Linked DNA regions of Sus scrofa: all the other regions are linked to region 4. The links are chromatin contacts, called in public HiChIP or PLAC-seq and promoter capture Hi-C maps. All regions are on one chromosome and are shown on one strand. The core of a region is the stretch at or near the end of the contact, and the rest is flanking DNA. Distances in the headings are between cores, read along the strand shown.

The links. Promoter capture Hi-C pulls out the DNA fragments that hold promoters and counts their contacts. HiChIP or PLAC-seq counts read pairs in DNA pulled down with a chosen protein or histone mark.
Region 1: a contact with region 4 is called in a promoter capture Hi-C map of fetal liver, with 4 times the contacts expected there. The contact joins the promoter of DUSP11 here to the promoter of PRADC1 in region 4. A contact is called at or near these places in 2 of 5 promoter capture datasets (fetal liver and liver), 5 of 47 Hi-C or Micro-C datasets (alveolar macrophages, fetal skeletal muscle, heart right ventricle and 1 more) and 1 of 2 datasets of contacts at active chromatin or transcription factors (alveolar macrophages).
Region 2: a contact with region 4 is called in an H3K27ac HiChIP or PLAC-seq map of alveolar macrophages. The contact joins the promoter of TPRKB here to the promoter of PRADC1 in region 4. A contact is called at or near these places in 3 of 5 promoter capture datasets (fetal liver, fetal skeletal muscle and liver), 6 of 47 Hi-C or Micro-C datasets (embryonic fibroblasts, liver, mesenteric adipose tissue and 2 more) and 1 of 2 datasets of contacts at active chromatin or transcription factors (alveolar macrophages).
Region 3: a contact with region 4 is called in an H3K27ac HiChIP or PLAC-seq map of alveolar macrophages. The contact joins the promoter of STAMBP here to the promoter of PRADC1 in region 4. A contact is called at or near these places in 2 of 5 promoter capture datasets (fetal liver and liver) and 1 of 2 datasets of contacts at active chromatin or transcription factors (alveolar macrophages).

What each region holds. Positions count from the first base shown.
Region 1 is chr3:69,204,797-69,207,575 of Sscrofa11.1, forward strand. It overlaps DUSP11 (RNA/RNP complex-1-interacting phosphatase), which reads left to right and starts at 1,376. Exons shown (of 8, transcript XM_003125007.6): 1 at 1,376-1,632. The coding sequence starts at 1,391.
Region 2 is chr3:69,237,075-69,239,774 of Sscrofa11.1, forward strand. TPRKB (TP53RK binding protein) reads left to right here and starts at 1,251. Exons shown (of 5, transcript NM_001144846.1): 1 at 1,251-1,269; 2 at 2,575-2,700. The coding sequence starts at 2,595.
Region 3 is chr3:69,186,816-69,189,515 of Sscrofa11.1, forward strand. It overlaps STAMBP (STAM-binding protein), which reads right to left and starts at 1,441. Exons shown (of 10, transcript XM_003125008.4): 1 at 1,330-1,441.
Region 4 is chr3:69,545,345-69,548,103 of Sscrofa11.1, forward strand. PRADC1 (protease-associated domain-containing protein 1) reads left to right here and starts at 1,494. Exons shown (of 5, transcript XM_003125011.4): 1 at 1,494-2,400. The coding sequence starts at 2,166.

The sequences.
Region 1 (2,779 bases), core at 126-2,625, 340 kb before region 4:
CCAGCGTGATACCAGGCACATGACAGAAACTCAATAAATGAGTGGGAATTTAAGTTGATACCATATAAATACACAGACACACACACACATATATGGCCACACTGGTGGCATATTTATGTGTGTGTGTATATGTGTGCATGTGTGTATATACATACACATACACATATATATATGGAAGTTCCTGATCCAGGGATTGAATCTGAACCGCATCTATGACCTATACTGCAGCTGCAGCAGTGCCAGATCCTTGTAACCCACTGTGCTGGGCTGGGGGTCTAACCCATGCCTCTGCATCAACCGGAGCCACTGCAGTCAGATTCTTAACACACTGCACTACAGCAGGAATTCCCAATACAATATTTTTGGAGATTAATTAGGCATTATCTTTCAAAAAAATTTTTTTTGTCTTTTTAGGGCTATGCCCTCAGCATATGGAAATTCCCAGGCCACAACCACAGCCACAGCCACACCAGATTGGAGCTACATCCTTGACCTATGCCACAGCTTGGGGCAATGCCAGATCCGTAACCCACTGAGTGAGGCCAGGGATCAAACCCACATCCTCATGGATATTAATAGGGTTTTTAACCCGCTGAGCCACAACAGGAACGCCTCTTTCAAAATTTTACATTTGTATTTCCTTCATTCCAGCAATTCTACTTCTAGAAATATAGATATAGATGTATACATGTATTAGGATGTTCACATTGCAGCCCATCTGCAGGATATTATTTTTTATTATTATTATTTTTTAAACCGAAAACTGTAAGTCCATCAATATTGGACTAGTTATATAGAGTATGGAATATTATGCACCATTAAAAGGAATAGAATGAGGAGTTCCTGCTGTGGCACAATAGGATCAGTGGCATTGGAGCACTAGGGTGCAGGTTGGTTCCCCTGCCCACCACAGTGGGTTAAGGGTCCGGCATTGCTGCAGCTGTAGCTTAGGTCGAATCTATGGCTGAGAGCTGATCCCTGGCCCAGGAACTCCATATGCTGAGGGTCGGCCAAAAAAGAAAAATGAAAGAATGGAATGAATGTATAAATAAATTGGGGAAATCAGTATCCAAGCTAGACTGCAGAATATGTATAGTATGCTGCTTTTATTTAAAATATAGGATATACATTATGTACAAATACTTATATACAAGGTACAACAAATGTGACTGTAACGTTTGTAAAATATGTTAGCACTACACAAGAAACTGGGATTGTGAGACAGCTTTCCAGGTCCTGCACTATTGTACTTCTGAGGGTACACACAAACTAACAGACCTGTGCTACCAGCCGCCCGCTAAAGAGGGCACTGCAGCCAGCAGAGTCTTGTTTACTAATCAAGTTTCTTAGTCGGCCGGCGTGGTGACGTCATCTCGACGAGCAGTGGCGCATGCGCAACAGCAAGGCGATCGGGGCGCGGCGAGGGTTGCTGCTTAGGCGCTTCCGGTTCCGGATCGAGTCTAGCTTTGGGTGCGCCGGCCTGGCGAGTTTAGCATTTTTGGCCTTCTGTGGGCGTCTTCTTGGGGGCTACATGAGCCACTGTCATCATGCTCACAGACGCTGGAGCCAGAGTTGGGTCTACTCTGGTCATTCCTCCGCCAAGAAGAAAGGTGGAAACCACATCCCGGAAAGGTAATATGCCTTGGCTCCTGGGCCTGGGCTTCAGGTCTGCGCTCTCTGCTTGTCACTGTGGCTTCCGAGCGCTTGCCCCGCCCGACTTGTGCTACGGGGCATTCATCCTCTCGCTTCGCCGTACGTAGTAGCTGGAAGGGACGGTCTGATGTTTTCATTTCTTCCCGTTGTTTTAAAAGCGAGGCTCTGGCCATTGCTTCTCGGGTAAAATGCAGAGAGACTGCTTTTTAAGATGGAAGCGGCAGTGTTGGGATTTCCTCTTAATTACTGAAATGGAGTCTCCTTCAATTCCTCAAGTTGTGCTACAGAAAATGTAATAATTGAATTTGAGTGAAAAAACCCAGCAGCGCCGCCGAGTTTTCCATCGAAAAAGTTGCTTTGTGTGGTTTCTGTTGCTTCTTAACCGGTGACATTTGGAAGATCTACCTCTGTACGTTCAAATGATTAATTTGGAGACATTGCTCATGCGCAGTAAACTCGTTTATTCCTTGAGATTTTCCTTTTTTCCTCTCTTACCACATTAAGTTCGCTTCAGTTTATCTCTTGAATTTCTTTTGAAACTGTCACCTCTCCATTAGCGTTCTAATACTGAACTTGGCTACCTGTTGCAATTAGGTCCCTACGAGTGTCTGTATATCTACTCTTGTTTCCTTTCAATCCATTCTTCACACAAGAAATATTTTTAAGACACAAAGTTGGAATATTGCTCATAAACATCTCTCAAAAGCATTTTTCCCCCCAAAGCATTGTTTTAAGAATAAAAAACAAACCCTTGACCTCTAAGACCCTGCATGGTATAGAATCTTCTCTGCTTCTAGACCCCCGTCTTTGCTACTTTTGCCTTCACTTTCTATGCTTCAGATACTCTGAATTAACCTTAGTTCAAACTCATCCTACACAAGTCAGTTCACATATTACTTTTCACTGTGATTCCTAACTTTAAGTGAAGTTCACAGTCCTTTTATCACCAGGTTTTCTTTTATATTTTAATTTTTTAAAATGAGAGTTGCAACATTTATGTCACGTCTCTCTCTCTTTTTCTTTTTTTTGCCACACTTGCAGCATGTGGAAGTTCCCCAGCCAGGGATCGAACCTGCACTACAGCAGCAACCCACAGTGGTGAAAATGCAGTGGTGAAAATGCAGGA
Region 2 (2,700 bases), core at 1-2,500, 310 kb before region 4:
GTTGGATTCGTTAATCACTGTGCCTCCACGGGAACTCCGATAATAGTTTTTAAATTATAGTTGATTTACCGTGTTCTGTCTATTTCTGCCTCACAAAGTGAGCCAGTTATGCATACATACATTCTTTTTTTCACATTATTCTCCATCATGTTCCATCACAAGTGATCATATATAGTTTCATGGGCTACACAGCAAAATCCCATTGCTTATCCATTCCAAATGCAGTAGTTTGCATCTGCTAACCCCAAACTCCCAGTCCATCTCCCTCCCTCCCCCTCCGTCTTGGCAAGCACAAGTCTGTTCTCCGTGTCCCTGAGTTTGTTTCTTTTCTGTAGATAGGTTCATTTGTGCCCTATATTAGATTCCAGATATAAGTGATAGGGTATTTGTCTTTCTCTTTCTGACTTACTTCACTTAGCATGAGAGTCTCTAGTTCCATCCATGTTGCTGCAAGTGGCATTATTTTGTTCTTGTTTGTGAAAAGATGGTTTTGACTCCCAGGTGGCGGCTGCATGATAGGAGGGCAGGAACTGTGAGCTGAGCACTTCTAGGAGGCCAAACTGTGGATGTGAGTTGGTGGCCCACTGTGGTGGCAGTGGGTATGGAGAGAATTGTATCCGTCAAGATATTAAAAATTGACAAGGAGTTCTCCTGTGGTGCAGTGGGTTAAGGATCTGGCGTTGTCACTGCAGCGGTTTGGGTCCCTGCTGTGGCCCGGGTTTGATTACTGGCCCCTGGAACTTCCACGTGCTGTGGGCAGGGTGAAAAATAAAATTTAAATTGACAAGACTTTTGGATTAGATATGGGATTTGAGTGAGAGGTCAGTATCCAGCAGTGACTCGAAGTTTCTGGACTGAATGAATTATGTAAAAGAAAAGCAAACTATTCTGACGTTTGCTAGAGGTCCTTTTTCCCCTCATGTAAAAACAAAAACCACATTTTTTTTCTCTCTGGTTGTATGTACTCATTATATATTTTGAGTACTCATTGTAGAAAATTCAGCACATAGAAAAATATTTATAGGAGACCTTAGAAATTGCCTTCAATTCTACTGCCCAAGATGGCCATATTTTGGTGTACTTCGTGTTTTTGTTTTCTGGGTGCATCTTCTTTTATAATTGGGTGTACATTTTATCTTTCTGTATTTTTTTTTCCATTGGACCTTGATTATGACTGAACTGCTGTGTGCCAGGACGTTATTCACAAATGTTCTTTTTTTCTTTTGTTACAATAAGAAAAAAGTCAGATGAAATTCCAGCAGGTCAAAGGTAATTTTTCGTTGTATTTTTCTTTCAATTTTGTGTGTGTGTGTATGTGTACCTTTTTTAAAAAACCCACAATTTTATGTTTTGATTTCCACATCAAATGTTTTAGTGTTATTTATTGCTGTTTTTATACATCCTTAAGTACTCTTCAAGACTACAGTTTTTAGTGGTTGTTTAGTGAAAACAAATCCTGTTACTAGTTCTTTTCAGCTTTTACTGTTAGGATAATGATAAGGACCTCTTGTTACATAAACCTTCAGATTGCCAGTTTATTCTTTGAGAAAAATGCTGTAAATGGAACCTCCTAGGTAAAAGGATAAAATGAACCTATCAAATTGCCTCACCCAAATATCTCATTAGGACTGATTGAAATTGTTTTAAAGATCAAATTTTTGCAATGCTTTGTTTTTCTGTGCAAGGATATGTCTTTGTAGTTATTTGTCATGTTTCTCTTATGTCTTTGTATATACCCCGTCCTTTTCTTGTTCAATTTATGTCTATAAAGGGCCAGTATTATTAAAGCATTGTGCCCTCCCTGCTTAAATCCCCATGTGTGAAATGAGTTCTCTGAGTCATGTCATACTTTTCCTCTGTAAGATTATTTTCTTCTTTCGTATTTGTGTCTAGGTGCTGCTAAAACATAAATCAAATGGTGAGATAAGAAAACTAAAAAGGCTAAGAAGTTGGAGTGAGGTTTCATTAATGCTAAAAGTAACCTGTGATCTAAAACATTTTTGGTAATCTGCACCTAGTTGTCTATTGGGGAAACGGCATCTCATCCACGGATCAGAGCCGGACTTACTGCACAAGCAGGGGATCAGGTGGCAACCTTGATCCTTCGCCAGGAATGGTAAAGGAAGCTAGAAACAGCAGGTTTAGGAAGACAGTATACTGTGAGAATGCCAGATGTGTTTTCGGGATAGATTTTTCTATTTTAACACTTTTATATGTTCTTATTAAAGTTACTTTGTTAGGGAGTTCCCAGTGTGGCTTGGCGGTAACAAACGTGACTAGTATCCATGAGGACTCGGGTTGGATCCCTGGCCTTGCTCAGTGGGTTAAGTATCTGGTGTTGCCGTGAGCCGTGGTGCAGGTCACAGATACGGCTCAGATCTGGCCTGGCTGTGGTTGTGGCTGTGGCTGGGGTATATGCAAGCAGCTGCAGCTCTGATTTCAACCCCCAGCTGGGCAACTTCCATATGCCACAGGCACAGCCCTAAAAAGCAAAAAAATATCTCGTTAAGTAAAGATATTTTTTTGTTAGTGACCTACGGTGTTAACTTTTGGTCTTTTGGTCTTGTGCAACAGAATCCTGTCTTATCTATGAAATGCAGTTAACAGAGCAACTGGACCTGTTTCCTGAGTACAGGGTGACCCTTCTGTTATTTAAAGATGTGAAAAATGCTGGAGCCTTGAGAAAAAAGGCCATGGAAG
Region 3 (2,700 bases), core at 191-2,690, 360 kb before region 4:
ATAGGAATGAATGCTTATAATCCTAACTCTGCTCACGGAATCACTCTTCCAGTCAATCTACATCACATCATTTCAGGGCAAGGATTTTTGATCTAGAACGCAATTTATTGGAATCTATCTTCAAAGACTAAGCGCTCTTCGAATAACAAAAGGACACAAAGGTAACTTGAAAGAAAAAAAAAAAAACACAACACAACAAAACACCACCTGGGACTCATACTGCAGTAATCTACAATCTTTCTCTCTCTTTTTTTGGCCAGGCCCAGGGCATGCAAAAGTTCCTAGGCCAGGAAACGAACCTGTGCCACAGCAGTGACCCAAGCCACAACAGTGACAACACCAGATCCTTAAGCCACTGAGCCACCAAGGAACCCCTCTAGAATCTTTCTGGATATTGCTACTGCTAGAATCAGATTCTAACTTCCAACCTTACATACTGAATTACAGCACACCCTAACCAGCATGTTCTAGAATATACACAAGCTACCACAGGTTTTGAAATTCAAGACCCTGTGTCAAATGGCCCATTTTTTCCTTTGAATCTTAAACCTTACTCATTCCCCACAGAGATCTTTTGCTTCAGTCATGATTCATATCTGCCTAGAAACCTTTACATTTCAGTTTCATTTGTCTATACACTGTTGTTGTTTTCCACTCCAACCCCTCCCTAAGAGATAGTTTTCTCCAGGCCAATTCTATCTCTAAGTGACACTTTCTCCACCAAGCTGCTGCTTCTCATACACCCCCATAGTACAAAAGCTGTGGGGACTACCAGGGATGTAGAGGCATTCTGTCTCCTGTAAGGAGCCTTTTTAAGGGCTCAGAAAGCCACTAGCAAATCTAAAACCTCCCCCAGTTGTCTAATTAGTAAATTCAGGGCAAAGCCCATCAAAGCTATCTGAAACAGAGGAAGCTCGTTGCTCTTCCCTGTCTCTCTGTAGAGGATATTTTTGTCGCGAATGGAATCCACTCCCGAGACCAGCAGGTGGTGCCCAGTACTACAGAGCTGAGCAATACTCCAGAGAGGTGGTGCCGTAAAGGACCAAGGGGTAAACATGAGAAGGAAAAAGGAAGCAGCGGGAAGAGCGATGGGGGCGTATACAGCGGAGAGGGACCTCTTGACAACAGCATAAGGGCCCATGAGGTAGGCGGGGGCGCGCTGGGCCCGACTGGGCACCGGAGCCGTCAGGGAACTCGCGCGCAGAGGGCTGGGCAGGCGGTGCGGGGAGGAGTGGGCTGCAGGTCCCACACTCACGGCCGCCACTCCGCGTCACTGTCAGACCACGCTCAGCACCCAAGCCCCACCACATTCCCGGGACCCTTCCCCACCTGTCCCCGCGAATGACTCTCGGAGCTTCCGTAAACGTCACATCCGGCCCCCGCCCCGCCCCCTCCAACTGGGCTATCAGTTAAACTCCCAAGAACTTAGGACCCGGGGCAGTGTCTGGGGGCGGGGTTAGAGCTGTCACCTGCGGAAAAAAACCCACCAATGAGAAGAGAGCTGGGGGGAGGCCATTTTGGTAAAGGAAAATCAGCGCGGAAGGAGTGGGAAACAAATAAAGGACCCAGCTAACTTTTGTTTTTAGATTAATACGAACACCGTAAATGGACCGATGCATTCCCTCCGAGTGAAAAGCTACACGAGTTGTAATGCAACATATCTTAAACAAGCTTAGAAAGTATGGAATCAAATAAAATCTATTACATAAAGCATACATTTTTTGGAATTAGAGTCTGGTCACTCAGGTTTACCCCATGCCTTCACGTCCTTCATATTTGTGAGGTGTGTTAAATGCTTATGTCAATTCTGAAAGCTACCTTGTCCCAGTTCTTTGGAGAAAACTGTACAAACTCTATTAAAACTGATTGCAAGTTGACCCCTATCACTATCAGCCTGTCCATGCCCTATATCTTCTACTAGGTGTGTCTGAATGAATGTCATTGGAAAATCAGGAGATGAGCTGTGTTTTTACTTTTATTTTTATAGCTAAATACATATCCTCGGGTCTTCTCTGTGTGGAAATTTGCTCTCTGTGAATTTTCCTTCACTTATTTTTAGAAATTACTCAATTCTCAGCTCGATTTCACCTTAGTTTTGTTCATTGCCACATTCAGAAACTTAGTGTCCAGAGAAACCTTTGTGGCCAGAGAGGCCGCAGTGGACTCCTTGGCTGTTAAGGTCCATCTTGGCTGTTGGCAAGGTTTTCAGAGGAAGAGTAATTCGGTAGATGAGCAGTCATTCTAGCGGTTTCCACTAGTAGAATCTAAAAGTAAATTTCAGACTTCTCTTTTGGCGCCCTGGGTTAAGGATCCATCACTATCTCTCCAGAAGCTTGATTCGATCCCTGGCCCATGAACTTCCACATTCCATAGGCAGCGAAAGATAAGTTTTTAAAAGTAAATTTCATTTTGGGGGGAGGGAGTGGGATGGACTGGAAATTTGGGGTTAGTAGATGCAAACTATTGCATTTGGAGTGGATAAGCAATGAGATCCTGCTGTATAGCACAGGGAACTATATCTAATCACTTGTGATGGAATACGATGAAGGATAACGTGAGAAAAAGATGGTGTATATACGTGTGTGTATAGCTGGGTCACTTTGCTGTACAGTAGAAATTGATTGAACATTGTAAATCAACTATAATAGAAAAAATTAAAATCTTATCAAAAAAGTAAATTTCATTGTGTAAACTTTTTTT
Region 4 (2,759 bases), core at 244-2,743:
CATTTGACATCTACTAGGACAGAAAGAACCTGAGGAAGCAGGAAAAGAACAGAGAACTGAGTTGGATTGATAGGCTAAAATGAATGCATGAAATGCCAAGTGCACAGAGAACACATGAAGCGCCCAGCTTGTAGGAAGCAGCATGTTAGCTAGTCTGCTAGGTGGTATCTTAGGGTTTTGCCTCAAGCACTTAAAAGCTGGCCCTGTTCAACAGCAACTCCGGAGACCACCGAGGTTTGGGACCCAAGGAAGGTACCTGCAGCTCTGAGATGGAGAAAGGGATACTATGGAAAGGGGGGTGGGTACAGAGAGCCTCCCAGATTCACTAACCGCCCTAATTTAAGAAAAACGAAAACTAAAGTTAGGTGGCCAACTAGGAAAGCTGTCTAATGTCACATCTAGGGTAGCAGACAGGGTCAGAGTCAGAGGCCGGATCTTCCTACGTCTGAAGCAGGGTGCCCATCTGCCCTACCCATTCTTCTGGCTGAAGAGTTGCACCTGCAACAACCAGCGGAGCCCCGCACATTCAGTAGACACTAAAGATGACTTTACTTAACGAACAAGTGAATGAATGAATTCAAGTACGAGCAAAAGGGTCTGTTTCCATTTGGTAGCAGCTGGCAGGGAGGGAGGCATAGCTGAGATCCGGGGTTCCGCTCAACATAAGGTCCCCATGCTGCCTCTGCCGGTCCTAGTGAGCACCCGGCTTTACACTCGAATTTTCCAGTGCAGCCAGAAGTTCCAAGCCCGGCCGTCGACCGCGTTATGCACGCTCAATCCGCAGTCGTTTCACCCGGGTCGTGACTCCGGGGGGGGGGGGGGGGTCCAAAAACCAGCTTGCCAACGCGGGTTCGCGGGTTCCGAAGCACCCTGGGACTTGTAGTCCCCAGCCGGCCCGATCAGAGCCTTTCCTCCAGTGCCACACAGCCCTCGCCCAGGAGCCCTACTCGGAGCCCGGGCCCACCAAGGCCGCGGCGGGCCGGGGTCACCCACAGACAGGGGTCGGGGCGAGGACCGAGTCATTAGGCAGAGGAAAGTCCTGCGGGACCGGCCTTTGCCGGGCGGCGCCAGCTACCAACCAGATGGCAACGGATGGAGACGGATGCGCGAGACGCCACTCACCATCATCTTGTAAGCTTATCCAGTGGCCCGCTACTCCTCTTCCCTGCTTCGCGCCCGGGCCGCCCAGCAACCCCACAATCCTCCGCGCCAAAGAAGTCCCCAGAACCTTCGCCAAGCAGTTGGACCGGGAGAGGAAGGGGATGGGCCACTTCCGCCACTCTATGGTTCGCTACCACAGAGTCGGCGTGGCTAGAAGGTCCAGAGGCTGGTCCTCTGCCGGAGCTGTTACAGGAAGTGTTGGTAATGCAAGGGTCGCGGGCTTTCGAAAGTGTCATTCTTTTTGAGTATGTAGGGTCCTTGCTCGGCCCCCGTCACCCACTAACTCTAATTCTATTCCCCTTCTCCCTCTGGAGCCAGGCCAAGGAATGAAATAAAGGCAAACATTTATTGAACGCTGACTGAGGGACAGTTTTTGCCAAGTAAACATTTGATGTGAGTGATCTCATTTAATCCTCACAAACCTATTGGTATTGTTGTCATGCCCACTTTACAGATGAGGGAACTGAGGCCGAGAGGTTAGGAAGGGTGTCCAGAGTCACAGCTGCATAGTAAATGGTAGAGAAACAGGAGCGGACACCTAGCCCCTATGCTCGCATTCTGGCTCGGCACTGGTCAGAGCTTCCTCGAGGGTCGTGTACATCCGGCCACGTCGCCAGGGCACGCAAGCGCTGGTGGAACTAGGCAATAAGATCAGAGTAGGGGTCACCGGAGACCACTTGAGAGCTACAGGAATGCCATTCCAAGGAGGGGATGGGAAGGAGGAAGGCACAGCTGGAAGAAGGTATACCCTCATCTTGCAAAGCGACCGTGAGGAGTATTGGCCGAGACTTTCAGCGGTTGAAGCCAGTCCTGCGATCGGCCACCTCCAGTTCTGCCGACCCACCCACCAGCCAGCAAGGTGCTGCCGAATCGAATCCAAACTGAGACAGGCTGGGGCGGGGGCCGGCAGTTGCAGTTAAGAGTTTGGACCAATCAGTCCTCGGCCCCACTTCTCTCGACCAATAGGAAGTGGGCTAAGGCGCAGGGGCGGAAAATGTGGCTACATGAGCAGGCGTCAGAGCCAATCAGCCGTGGGCCTCGTTCCAGTCCGCCAACCAGCAGCCAGAGCGGGTCTGGGGGCGGGAGGCCAGAGCAGCTGTCAGGCCAAAGTCCAGCGAGCTACGCGCGGAGGGGCGGCTGGAGGAAGCGGGGCGCCGGGCCGGGCCCTGGAGATGGTCCCCGGCGCCGCGGGCTGGTGTTGTCTCATGCTCTGGCTCCCCGCGTGCGTCGCGGCCCATGGTGAGCGGCAACGGGCGGGGCTGCGCATCGGGGCGGGGCTGGGAGTCCACATGAGCGCGTCTCGGGCCGGGGGCCACGGGTCACCTTGGGGACCCCGCGAGTTCTGGGCAGGGTAGGTTCAGAAAGAGGCGCCACGATTTGGTGGGTACTCGTCCTCAGGGACACGAATTGGGCGCGGCTGGAGGCTGGGCTTTGAGTTCTGAGCTTCCCACGTCGAAGCAAGACTCCCCCTACCCCCACTAGCGCCGAATTAGGTGGCTGAGGGGGCGAGGAACAAGGACAAGCTGGAAATATGTGAGCACTCATATACATAAACGGGACCACACATTGCTACACTTTGGCTCACACACAAGCACATA